Regions from separate parts of the Zea mays genome. Here region 1 is linked to region 2. Evidence: chromatin contacts called from public Hi-C data. All regions are on one chromosome and are shown on one strand. Each heading gives the region's core, a stretch centred on a gene start, on an enhancer-like site or on the middle of the called end of the contact. The rest is flanking DNA. Distances are from core to core; before and after follow the strand shown.

Region 1 (6,485 bases), core at 2,508-5,007, 85 kb before region 2:
CCTGTGAAGGCCATAACGAAATGATGAGATAGGTAATATTTGTGGTCAAGTGACCTTCAATTAATAATACACCTTTCATTTGCTGTCGCTCTTAAGAATCAACCGTGCTCGCAGAAAGCGCATATAAGTTTTTCTTAACACACACACGGAAACGCTAATTTTCCATTCTGAACACATGGGCGCTGCTTCTAGCCCGTTTTACTTATCTCTACTTCCAATCTTGCTACTTCAAAAGCATCCCATATATAATTAATTCTTAATTAACATGCTTACGCCTATATTTCTCCTGTGTCCTGTGTTCTGTCTTTGCAGTTTTACCACAGCACTGGCTTTGTTACTTGCTCGATATGATGGATGAAACTGTCCTTGTCATCAACCTCACATTGGATGACAGTTAATTCTCGCCGCCGCACCGGCCCGGGCCCGACGACGGGACGCCGACCCACGGCTCGCCGACCCTGATCATCTTGATGGGCCGCTCGCTGGCCGCCGCTTCCTCGCACCGGCCCCTCTTCCTCGCGGCGTCCTTTAAGAGTACGCCGAACAGCTTCACGCTCTTCCCCTCCTCGCCGCCGCCGCGCTCCAGCTGGCTGGCCACTGCGTGCGCGCGGCGCTGTGCGCCGTCGTCGCTTGCCCCCGCTCGCACGTCCTCCTGCATGAGCAGCCGGAGGTCGAGCTGCCGGACGTCGAGGAAGCGCGAGAGGAAGCCCAGGAGCTCCTCGCAGTGCCGGCGCGCCTGCGCCAGCTCGGCGGACAGCGTGTGGTTGTCCTTCTTGAGCTGCTCGTTCTCGCTGGCCAGGTCGGGCGCCCGCGGTGGCGACGACGCCGACGACGAGCTGCGCTCGTGGACGCCGGACGTGGTGGCCGACGCGGGAGGCGGAGGGGGCAGAGGCGGGGGGAACGTGGCGTTCACGCCGCCGCTGCCGCCGGATCCGGACTTGGACATCTGCAGCGCCGTTGACTTGCGGCGGCGGATGCCGGACAGGAGACCCTGCTCGCCTCGACGGAAGTTGTCGTTCGCGAACTCCCACCGGTCCGGCACCACCTTTCGGAAACCCTGCATGGATATGGATGCGCATGCGCCATGGTCGCCGTCGACGTAAGTATCCAATGCGGCAAAAAGAACAAGAGCTGCATTCGACACAGTGTCCTATTCAGCCAGTCCCTAAACAAACGCCGAAATGAACACGTCAGGCCTGTCTACTTTGACCACCATACGTCGCTCACATGGTCAGATAACGCCTTATAGCTGTTCACACATTGATTTAGAGAAGCTAGCTCTCTCTCCCTCTGATTAATAGATTAAGGTTCAGTGAGAACGAACCCAAGTCAGTGTGAATCTTTGACTGCGCTAGAATAAGCTACTCGTGTTTCAGCTATTCGTATCCCTGCATCACTTTCCTTTGGCTTGAGAGAGAGAAAAAAAGAAGAAGCTTTACCAAATACCATGAAGCTATTTTGGAAAATACTATCCAGCCAAAAAACAAAAACAAATTATGAAGCTAGCTGTTGGAGAAACTACAAACAGGGCCTAAATCATCATCCTAACTTCCAAGTCAATTTCTTGAGCGATTTCGTATCCCAGCTAATAGATGGAAGAGGCAACAAAAGATTAGTATACTTGCTGGATGCCTTGGATGATTATATTGCTTGCTCAGCTAATAGCATCCAATTCCTAGCTAAATTAACCTTCTTGTAGGCCACGCAGAAGAGCTAGCCCTGAAAAGCTCGTCCATCCGAAGCTTCTTAGGGGGTGTTTGGGAACAAAGTTTTTCTGCAGTTTTGGAAGAATACTGCAGTATTCTCAAATACTGCAGTATTATATACATAATGGTGTTTGGCAAGCTAGGTAAAATCTCTGTTTTCAAAACTGAAGTATTGCAAATACTATAGTTGTTTTAAGGCATTCTAAACTTAGCTCTGGACCTCAGTTTTCAAAACTGCGGTATTATAAACTACGGTATTGTCATAACTAAAGTATAGTATAGTATTTCAAAAACTGTGGTTTTCAAAAACTTTGTTCCCAAACAGGGCCTTAACTGTTCCATAGAATACCATGCTTCTGTCGCCACTACAATACCGTGGCGTGTCAACCGACCTGATTTGCTTTGCTTATTCAATTTCCCCGTGCACCTTGCTCTATACATATATAGTAGTTAGAGATGGCAGTTTAGGGGGTGTTTGGGAACAAAGTTTTTCTGCAGTATTGAAGCAATACTGTAGTATTGAGCAATACTGTGGTATTATATACTTTGAGGTGTTTGGAAACTCATCTGAAATCTCTGTATACTAAACTGTAGTATTGCAAATACTGCACTTGTTTTGCAGTTTTGGAAACTTTGGTCTCAGCCAAAGTTTTTCTCTGTAAAGAGAGTGCCAGCTTGGTCCCGCTCTGGCTGATTGGTCTCAACCAAAGTTTTTCCCAAACACCTTGATGTATTGAATACTGTTGTATTCGAAAACTGAAGCATTGTAAACTGTAGTAATGTCATGACTAAAGTATACTTTAGTATTTGAAAAACTGCAGTTTGAAAAAACTGTGTTCCCAAACAGGGCCTTAGATCAGGTAGAGAAAAAAAAAAACTCCTGTAATCACATCCGTGAAGTCGTCTATCTAAATCACGATCGTACCCACAGGTGTAATTTCAGACCCGCACCGGCACCCTAATCTTCAAGTGTTATCGCAGGTCATTCCTCTTCAGCTAGCTCTGAAACGACAAGCATGCTTTGCGTGGGAAAGGAATTAAAGGGTGGTAGAGATGTGTCATGACTGACGCACTCCTTCCTACGAACCGTGACACGCTCACACGCATATACTCCTTGGAAGACGGTACGGTAGCTGCCTGGAAGGCTCGCTCGTCGACCACATAACATAGCTTAATTTATCGAGCACAGACGAAAACAACAACATGCTTCAGAACTAACAGATCATAGAGCAGAGAACGATCATCTAGCTAGCTAGCTGATTAATTTAATACGGAAACCAAGTGTATGTGTTTTGCAATCACTAAACGACGACGACAGGTGATATATTGCATCGATCGTAGTAGAAGAGATGATGGCCGGAGCGGCGGCGTAGTGTACTCACGTAGGTGTTGAGCTGGCGGACGAAGGAGGAGAAGTTGCAGTGCTTGAAGTGGAGCGGGAGGAGGTCGCGCGCCAGCTCCACGGGCTTCCACACCACGAAGGAGCGGCCCTGCTCCGCCCACGAGATCACCTCGTCCGTGCCCCGCTCCTCCACCATCTGGTGCGTCTTGGTCAGGAACGGCGCCGGCCCGCCGCCCCTCTTCGACGCCGCCACGGCCGCGGCCGCTTCTCCCATCCCTCGCCGCCGGCTATGTATATAGCTCGATCGGCACGATTGGCTCTGCTTGCACGCGAACCTCACTCACCTTTGTATGTATGTATGTGTTGTATAGGCTACTAACTAGCTAGTAACTGATGACTTGTGTGTTGTTGTGTGTACGGCTGAGCTACCTAAGGGAATGAAAGAAAGAAGGTTGGTAGCTTGCTAGTAGGAGTCTGCGGCGGCGACGGCGGCCGAGAAGAGAAGGAGGGCGGTGAGGAACTCCCAGCCCCAGACGTAGAACCCGGTGACGACCGCCCTCCGCCCGCACCCGCCCGCCTCTACTCCCATGTAAGCGCCTGCGCCTGCGCCGCCGCTCGGCCGGCACGATCGGTCTGGTGCTTCCAGCTGCGTGTGGGCTCCCGGCCGGCTAGCTCTCCGCCCTGGCGTCGCGAGAGGCGCTCATCGCCTCGATCCGCCGATTTAAAGGGCGGGCTTTATCGGGGTCGGGGCCGGGGTAGCTGGACAGGACAGGAGGAGGACGGAAGTGAGGGGCTTCTCTTCACGCGCGATCGAGGGCGGCACAGGCGAGAGACCAGCGCGGTGGTTGCTTTCGGCGTTGGGCTTCTTGCTTTCTGAGTGTAGGTAGGAGTCTGTCTGGTACTGGCCACGCGCGGGTAGCGTGATGACCTCCGTCTGCTTCTTCGCGCGGGTACGTATGCTCAGCAGTCAGCTCGCCCACCCCTTTCAGCCGCTCTTCCTTGCAGCCGGCCCGCGGCCGGTCCAAATAAGAAGCTTCCACCGCTTTGTCGTCCAATATCCAGGAGCCGTGAGCCGAGCCGAGTCAAAGCGCCCGAAAATTCGTCGCTCGCCCAAGCGGGGCCCGCCGCTCCTGGCTGGCTGGCTGGCTCCCACGCACAGGAGGGAGGAGGGCCCGGCCCGTCTCGACCGCGCCAGGACGAACCGACTGTCCTTTGGATCCTCCTCGGCACCGGAATGCCTCGTCACCACCTGTGACGCTGGCGGGCGCCTGCCTCGCCGTCGCCGGGAGAGAAAGTAAACCACCCAAAGGCGCGTGGAAAATGCGCGCGCGAGCGCGGACTTGTGCTCGGAGCGCTCGTCGCACTCCACTGCGGTGCGGCACACCCCCGATTTGTCCACATCTCGCTTCCGCGGACCCCGAAGAAGCCGCGCCCGCCTGCGCGTGAGTGCTCTCACTGATGACTGATCCCTTCCCTTTCCCTACACGTACGCGCAACAGCCGCGCCAGCCAAACTTCGCTGCGGCAAATTTAAAACTCTTGGACTTTGAAAACGAAAAGTGAAAAAAAAAAGGAAACTAGCTACCGTGTGTGCAAGCCGTCGATATCGATGATGCTTGCAGTCAGATCGAATAATAAGCTGACGTACTAGCTACTTTGAATTATCGTAACTTATCACTAACTTCTAGTAGTTACTTTCATCAGCCGTTGATTTCATTTCTTCTCCGTGCCAAAACAAAAACAGATTCGAGGTAGGTGCGAACAAGATGGCTGGCTACCACGATCATTAAAGCTTGGACTTTTTCGTCGATCGGCACACGAAACGGCGCCGGGAAAGTGAAATCATCGGCCGGGCCGAGCTTGACACGCACACGCAGCCCCGGCCGGCGCGTCGACCATGCCGTCACACTGACGACGCGGATTGTACTACTGTATTTATACTAGGCGGACTTGATGTCTAATTTCATCTAGCTGTCTTTAACTACTAGTGCGCAATTAACTTTCTCTTAACTCAAATTACTTAGTAGTAATGGTCTTTGAACCCTCAACCCGTCTATATATATTGGAGGTTTATGTATAGACTTAGGGCTCGTCATCAGTCAAAAATAGCTCAGACTCTGTTTGAATGTTATGGTTTTACATAACTGTAGTACAAAGAGGTCTAGAATGGCGTTTCTAGAACTCTCCAACGACATATACTCCCTCCATCCTAAAACATTAAGTCGTTTAATTTTAGCTCTTCATTTTTTATGTCAATGTTTAAATGGATGGCGATGATGAATCTAAAAACATATATATAAAACAAACGTATTAACTATTGTATGAAATCAACTAAAAAGGTAAAACATGTTTTATTTTGGGAACGGAGGGAGCAGTTTACTTTAGGTGGTCTTTAATAACACATAATGGAACGAGTCATTACATTATAAATCAGATCGGATGACCGTTACTAATAACAATGATTATATTATGCCAAGTAGATGACTGGATGTGTTTATCTTTTTTTTTTCAGGATTCTCTAATATCTATATTCTTTCTAGCGTGTCTTGATAGCATTCATTCCTCCAGTTAGCAGTTCCAATTTTCATAAATATAAGCGAATAAATGGAAATAAAAAATCAGCCATTCATAACAACCTTGAATTAAGTGCAGGCTGCACGGTACTGATGGTGGCTGGTAATCCTAGAATGTTGGATGTATGCTTAAAAGTTTTCCGATGGAATGCTTGGATCATGGTCTATCTCGATCGTCTCTCTCTGTGTGTGTACGGAGAACACGTGCACGAAACAAAAGAGAGCACCTATAAAGTACTAGTGCTTTACCGGATGCCCACTCTAGAGCAAATCCTCAGTTCAGTACACCAACCGCCACAAACACAGATGACAGTTCCAACTATCCATCTTTAGACTATATACTAAGTACTCCCTCCGTTTCTTTTTATTTGTCGCTGGATAGTGTAAAATTACACTATCCAGCGACAAATAAAAAGAAACGGAGGGAGTATATATCAGGAGATTTCTAACTAAATAACTAACCGAAGCATAGAGAACATATAACTACTATACTATATTCAACCAAGTTTCGTAACGTATTTGATCTGACTAAAATTCTTTACATCTCTACCCAAATATATATTTTTTTAATCATAGCAATCGACTAACCGCGTTAGACTGAATTGCGAGGCAATGTGATTTGACCGTGGCTAGAGAAATGAGCGTGATCCAAGTTAATTTTGAAGGGAAAAAATGGTAGAGTTTTTAAAAATAATCTTAAGAACCCAAAAAAAAAAAGTTCTGCCAGTGCAGGAACCGGAGATTCTGTAAGCATAGCTCCACCATGCTGGCGTGCAAGCGAAGGGGTTGTTGGTTGGGGAATTGCTTGTCCAACTCGGTGATCTGATCGCCCATGTAAACGCCTCACACCAACTGAAACAGAAGC
Region 2 (7,072 bases), core at 4,114-6,613:
CCCCCTGGCTTTGAGGATGAACGGTACCCCGACCATGTGTGTAAGCTCTCTAAGGCGCTCTATGGACTTAAGCAAGCCCCAAGAGCATGGTATGAATGCCTTAGAGACTTTTTAATAGCTAATGCTTTCAAGGTTGGGAAAGCCGATCCAACTCTTTTTACAAAGACATGTGATGGTGACTTGTTTGTGTGCCAAATTTATGTCGATGACATAATATTTGGTTCTACTAATCAAAAGTCTTGTGAAGAATTTAGCAGGGTGATGACGCAGAAATTCGAGATGTCGATGATGGGCGAGTTGAACTACTTCCTTGGGTTCCAAGTGAAGCAACTCAAGGACGGCACCTTCATCTCCCAAACGAAGTACACGCAAGATCTGCTAAAGCGGTTTGGGATGAAGGACGCCAAGCCCGCAAAGACTCCGATGGGAACAGACGGACACACCGACCTCAACAAAGGAGGTAAGTCCATTGATCAAAAAGCATACCGGTCCATGATAGGTTCTTTGCTTTACTTATGTGCTAGTAGACCGGATATTATGCTTAGCGTATGCATGTGTGCTAGATTTCAATCCGATCCTAAGGAATGTCACTTAGTGGCGGTGAAGCGAATTCTTAGATATTTGGTTGCTACGCCTTGCTTCGGGCTCTGGTATCCAAAGGGGTCTACCTTTGACTTAGTTGGATACTCAGATTCCGACTATGCTGGATGTAAGGTCGATAGGAAGAGCACATCAGGGACGTGCCAATTCTTAGGAAGGTCCCTGGTGTCATGGAACTCTAAGAAACAAACATCCGTTGCCCTATCCACCGCTGAGGCCGAGTATGTTGCCGCAGGACAGTGTTGCGCGCAACTACTTTGGATGAGGCAAACCCTCAGGGACTTTGGCTACAATCTGAGCAAAGTCCCACTCCTATGTGATAATGAGAGTGCTATCCGCATGGCGGAAAATCCTGTTGAACACAGCCGCACAAAGCACATAGACATCCGACATCACTTTTTGAGAGACCACCAGCAAAAGGGAGATATCGAAGTGTTTCATGTTAGCACCGAGAACCAGCTAGCCGATATCTTCACTAAGCCTCTAGATGAGAAGACCTTTTGCAGGTTGCGTAGTGAGCTAAATGTCTTAGATTCGCGGAACCTGGATTGAATTGTAGCATACATGAATTTATGTTTTTGGTCATGTTCCTTTTTGCATTTTGTTGCTTATTATGGTGCTCAAGTTGTACAAACACTCCCTGGACCTCACAAGTCCGTTGCAAAGTGATGCACATGTTTAGGGGGAGATGTGTTACAACTTGATCCTTTGAGACTAACCATATGCTTGAGTTTGTTGTGATTTAGTCTCAAAGGAGAATTGAAAGGGAAAAGGTGGACTTGGATCATGCAAGACTTCCACTGCACTCCGATGAGAGGGTAACTCATTCCAAGTCCATCTCATGAACTCTTATTGCCATTTGCTCTTAATTGAAAATTTTGGTGAGGCAATGGGGTTATAGGGCCAAGATTGATCCCGTTTTGGTGCTTGATGCCAAAGGGGGAGAAAATAAAGGCCAAAGCGATAAATGGATCAGCTACCACTTGAGAGATTTTGAAAATAGTAGAATAGAGTTTTTGTTTTGTCAAACGCTTTTATTGTCTATTATTGTCTCTCTTGTCAAAAGTTGGCTTCTTGTGGGGAGAAGTATTGATTATGGGAAATAGGGGGAGTTTTTGAAATCTTTGATCAATCTCTTTATACTTCAACATGTGTGTTTGACTTAGAGATAGAGATTTGAGTTTGATTTGCAAAAACAAACCAAGTGGTGGCAAAGGATGATCCATATATGCCAAAATTGAATAAAACTCAAAGTTAGTTTTTATTTAAAGTAGTTTTGCACTTGTTCCACTTGCTTTATGTTGTGTTGGCATAAATCACCAAAAAGGGGGAGATTGAAAGGGAAATGTGCCTTTGGGCCATTTCTAAGTATTTTGGTGATTGAGTGCAAACACAAGTGCTTAAATGTGAAAATATGCCCATGGATGAACAAAGTGCAAATCACAAGTTAAGGTATGTTTCTAAGCCTTAGTACATTGTTTTTGTGTACTAATATCTTGTCTAAGTGTTAGAAACAGAAAGAAGAAGAGAAGAGAAGACTTGGCTGTGTACAGCCAAGGGGCTGTTTCGGTCTGGGGCACCGGACTGTCCGGTGGTGCACCAGACAGTGTCCGGTGGTGCAGGCTGCCTCGGCCGAAGAGGCTGCTCTCGGGTTTTTCTCCAGCGAATTCGGCTAAAATTCACCGGACTGTCCGGTGTGCACCGGACTGTCCGGTGAGCCAACGGTCGGCCGGGCCAACGGTCGGCCGCGCGATCGGCGCGCGACACGTGGCCGAGCCAACGGTCGGAAGGAAGCACCGGACTGTCCGGTGTGCACCGGACTGTCCGGTGCGCCAGATCTGCAACGGTCGACAACGGTCGGCTGCGCCTGTTAAGGAAAGAAATCGGGCACCGGACAGTGTCCGGTGTGCACCGGACTATCCGGTGCGCCCGACGACAGAAGGCAAGGATAGCCTTCTGGATTTGTTCTCAACGGCTCCTAGCTGCCTTGGGGATATAAAAGGGGCCCCTAGGCGCATGGAGGAGTATACCAAGCATTCCTACAACCTTTCTAAGCACCAAGACATTGATCTAGCGCATTCGATTCATTGTGATAGCATATAGAGCTCTTGTGGAGTTGTGTACTCATTGAGTTGTGTTGCGAGCTCTTATTGCTGCTTGTGTGCGTGTTGCTCTGATCTTTTGAAGTCTTGTGTGCGTTGCTCATTCCCTCCCTTGCTCCGTGATTCTCTGTGAACATCTTTTGTAAGGGCGAGAGGCTCCAAGTTGTGGAGATTCCTCGCAAACGGGATTGAGAAAAGAAAAGCAAGAACACCGTGGTATTCAAGTTGATCGTTGGATCACTTGAGAGGAGTTGAGTGCAACTCTCGTCCGTTGGGACGCCACAACGTGGAGTAGGCAAGTTTTGTACTTGGCCGAACCACGGGATAACCACCGTGTCATCTCTGTGATTGATTTCTTGTGGTTATTGTGTTTTGACTCCTCTCTAGCCACTTGGCCATAATTGTGCTAACACTTAACAAGTTTTGTGGCTTAAGTTTTGAAGTTTTACAGGATCACCTATTCACCCCCCCCCCTCTAGGTGCTCTCACACACTCATGTTCTTTGATGAAATTGTATGCACGATTTGGATTGAGTGCAGTTGTATGCTGATTTTATTAATTGACGAGAAACTAAAAACATCATAATAGTTGCCACGTCGTCTAATTCAATGACATATATACGTTACGAACAATTTGTCATGCTACGCATGATGTTAATCGCTATGTCATCATGCTTTATGACGAAATTAATCATCATGGTTTTTTGCCACGTCAGCTGTCATGCTAGCGTATTTATGACGAACATATTCGTCACAAAACTGCCACGTGGCAATGGTTCGACGCTATATCTTATGACGTTTTTGAGTCTCGTTTATGATGATTTAGAGTGTCATAGATTTTATGATGAATACATTTTTTGTCACTATATTTATGACGTTTTTTGCCTTTTGTCATAAAACTCCCTTTAACACGCACCTTCTGTGACGATGGTCTTTTTGTCATGGAGTCGTCACAACAACAAAGAATATGACCAAAAACACCTTTTTATGACATAATAAGAATGTTATAGAAGGTCGCATTTGTTGTAGTGTCCCAAGTCTCTGAGTGAGTGTCGCTATTGTTCTATACGTCTCTTCTCTAACTTGTGTGTTCCCTAACATGCGTGCCCCTGCCCCCAAAGGGGGCCTCCTCCCCCTTTTATAGATCAAGAGGAAGGAGGAGGATTACAATTTTGTCGTGTAGTTGCTATCTTGGCGAAGAAGGAGACGACATGCCTGTTTGTCAGTCTGGTCCTATTGCATATTGCCGGTGTTTGCAGCTTTATTGACTTGTTGGTGAGGTTGTGTGAAACATGTGGATTGTAGAGCGTATCTCGGACCTTGGCATGGAGGTTGGAGTACCTCAGACCCCAACTAGAGATGTAAGGCAGGACTGGCGTTGCAGGGCTACCCCGTGCAGTAATCATTTATCAGGGTTAGGCTAGTTTCCCTAGCCTCTAGGCCCCGTTGATGATCGATGATGTGTAGTTTTGTTCTCGTTTCTCTTGCGATGGGCTTCTTACAAGCTAGGTCAATGTGAGGGGCTAGCCTAGTTGCAGGCCGGTTTGTCGTGACATAGGTGCGGTTCGCCCGATCCTTTGATCCGGGTGCGTGCGTTCGTCGGGTGGGAGGAACCGACCTCAATTCCGTCCGACCCCTAGGTGTTCCCGCTTCATGTTGTAGTGTGATGCAGGAGGTTGGGGCTTACTTCCATTCGCCAGAGCAGGCCAGGTCTTACCAGGGTTGACTTGATCACGACCCTTCTTGGCCTATGGGCCCTTAGTCTTCCAGAGTTTTTAGCCCCCCCCCCCCCCTCGACGGTGTGCAACGAGAGAAAGAGAGCCGACGGTTTAGACGCCCGTAGTCCTAGTATAAGAGGAGGTGATGGCAAAGATAAGTCTATTTCTTTTAACACATATTTAGTGTTTAAGGGATTAGGGTTGTTATCCTGAAAATTTATTAACGTTCTCATATATAATTGGATTTTTTACACTTAGCCATATAATCAACAGCGTGGTTACACGCTCGACCATAGGGATGAAAATGGATGGGATCCGTCAGAATAACCCCTCTGATGTTTTTATTTTCACATTTTATTTCACGGAACCATCAGAAACAAGATCGAGAACAGGACTAGCGGGGTGGCGAAAACAAACCAAAACGAATGGGAAAAATGATAACAAATCGGAATCAAACGCAAAAAACGAAAACATCGTCATATGGCTAACCAAGAAAAGGATCAATTACGGGTGCGACATAATTGTCTATGATATGTTCTTTGTATAATCTAAAACGTGATATTATAAACGGAGAAAAATAGGACATCCTGACTAAAATCTGGAAAATTGAAAAATGGTTGGAAAAAATGTTTATGACATTTCCGTCCCATTTTCAAATTTGTCAAAAAAAATGAAAAAGACCGAGATATCCATAAGAAACAAATCAGTGTAGAAATCCGGATGGAACGGAACGGGATATATTGGGACCGTTTCCTCCTCTACTCGGCCGCGGTGGTGCTTTCACAGTTTCATTGCTTGTCTGTGCACGTGCTGGAGGACATGGCAGCCATCCCGGCCGGGCTAGTGGCCAATATTAGTTAAACGGCTGCTTCGTGGCTGCGGGCCTCATGCCTACCAACGAGTAGTCAAGGACGCATGACGACTGTCGTCAGGTGCGATGTTATTCGGTCACAGCGTGGCTCTGTCCCAGCTTTTGGGTGCCGCTCGATCTGGGTTCTTTCTTGGGGGCTTCGGTGCGAGGCAGCTTAATTTGCTGATGCTGGCTTTCTCGTCCGTAGTTTCATTGCCATCAGAACTTGAGAACTTTTTTTTATAGAATCCCTCCCATGCTAACCAACATAATTCAAATGCAAACAACTATTGGTTGCCACGGCAAGCCGAAGTTCCGAAATTTAGAATTATGCTCTGAAATATGTCTACTTAAGACTTGCACCACAGCTAATGGACTTTTTTTTTTTGGCTCTCAGTCTGTAGGTTACTAAAACCATCCAACACTTCAAATGCTGGTATTTAGAAATCCTCGTGAGCATATTTGCTAAGTAGTAATACACAAATAACCGATTCATCTGGTTTCACCATTACACACAAGCAGCAGCAGCGGGACAGTTTGCATACTACAACAGCTCTACAGCCATCAGATGTACAGTCGTCAAGCCGGTTGCATCCTGAACGTCGCCATGCCCATGCTTGTAATCCCACCAACCTACTTACACCCAGCCACCGATCCTTTAAAACCGTCCAATCTCTACACGATGTGCTGCTTCCGGCAAGATGCAAAGCTAGGCAACTCTACACAAGCTCTGGAGGATGGCCGAAGCCGGCGAGTCTTGCGCGGCCGGCTTCACTCCATTTGGTTCTCTACTAACATAATCTACATGTGTCAGTTTCCCGACTCCACTATAAGCGGTAACAGTACAATCATCCCCACTACGTTACGTCCATCGCTAGTCTATAGGAGACAAATTGTGTACAGATCCCAGGCACCACTGCAGGTATGCAGCGACTCGTCTGCTGTTTCAGATAGTCATCACCAAGGCCCAGTCAATGTTCTTCGCAAGCACAGACGCTTCTTCCGTCCGAATGGATCCTTCAACATTTCTGGTAGCTGCCGGGCAAAATTTGCAGTCGTCATTGCCAAATGCAGAAACACGTGGTGATTATCAAAATAATTAGATTTATACGTGCTGGCGACAATGTTTCATATATTTGTAAACTGTTCCAGATATCTGCCAGTAAAAAATAGTTTAATTCGATTTACTCGAGCTACCCATCATACTCTTTTGGAGCCCTCATAATATTGAGATAACACACACATGTATCAAAAGCTAGCTGTCTTAAAAACCTAATTCGGTTTTTTTTTCTATGGATAATGAAAAGTATGATTTGATGAGTGACAGGCAATCATCATAACCGATATGAACTCACAGGCTGAGTAGTGTACAAGGATAATGTAGTATACCTTAAACAAAGTTGAACTAAGTGTGTGGAATAGAATGAAACACTGAAGACCTTGTTCAGTTATTCTAATTACATGTGGATTGGAGTGTATTGGAATAAATTGGGATGAATTTTAGCTTGCTATGGATTTAAACCGACTCAATACCACCTCAATACCACCCAATCCACATGGATTAACGGTGAAACGAATAAGCCCGAAGTGTGAACGTGTGATCCCCTAACTGAATCCTAGAACCAATTTAGTGACCGGTTGCTCAGCTAGCGGTTCACAGATTTAATGGCTTATATTTGAATAATATGGAATTTTCTTCTTTCGTCTTTGGTTATTGGCAAAGTAATAGAAGGAATGGTATGCTTACAGCCTGAATCTCTATTCTCTAATTCTCTATCTATCTCTGCCATAGTTTTTAGCAAA

Evidence for each region. A called contact is a pair of places that touch in the nucleus more often than the background predicts.
Region 1: a Hi-C map of leaf shows a contact between it and region 2, with 4 times the contacts expected there. The contact joins the promoter of LOC100283948 here to the enhancer-like site in region 2. A contact is called at or near these places in 4 of 25 Hi-C or Micro-C datasets (ear and leaf).

Annotation. Positions count from the first base shown.
Region 1 is chr7:131,176,469-131,182,953 of Zm-B73-REFERENCE-NAM-5.0, reverse strand. It overlaps LOC100283948, which reads right to left and starts at 3,757. Exons shown (of 2, transcript NM_001371965.1): 1 at 3,089-3,757; 2 at 59-1,057. The coding sequence starts at 3,322. The coding sequence ends at 395.
Region 2 is chr7:131,092,767-131,099,838 of Zm-B73-REFERENCE-NAM-5.0, reverse strand. LOC100193967 reads right to left here. Exons shown (of 4, transcript NM_001139035.2): 4 at 5,708-6,304. The coding sequence ends at 6,227. Among protein-coding and RNA genes, the nearest start is that of LOC100193967, 18 kb to the right of the region's middle. Within about 2 kb of position 5,363, at least 18 of the 20 cell types and tissues checked have an H3K27ac peak or open chromatin away from gene starts, as enhancers often do. A contact at or near this core is called in ear and leaf, where this site is marked.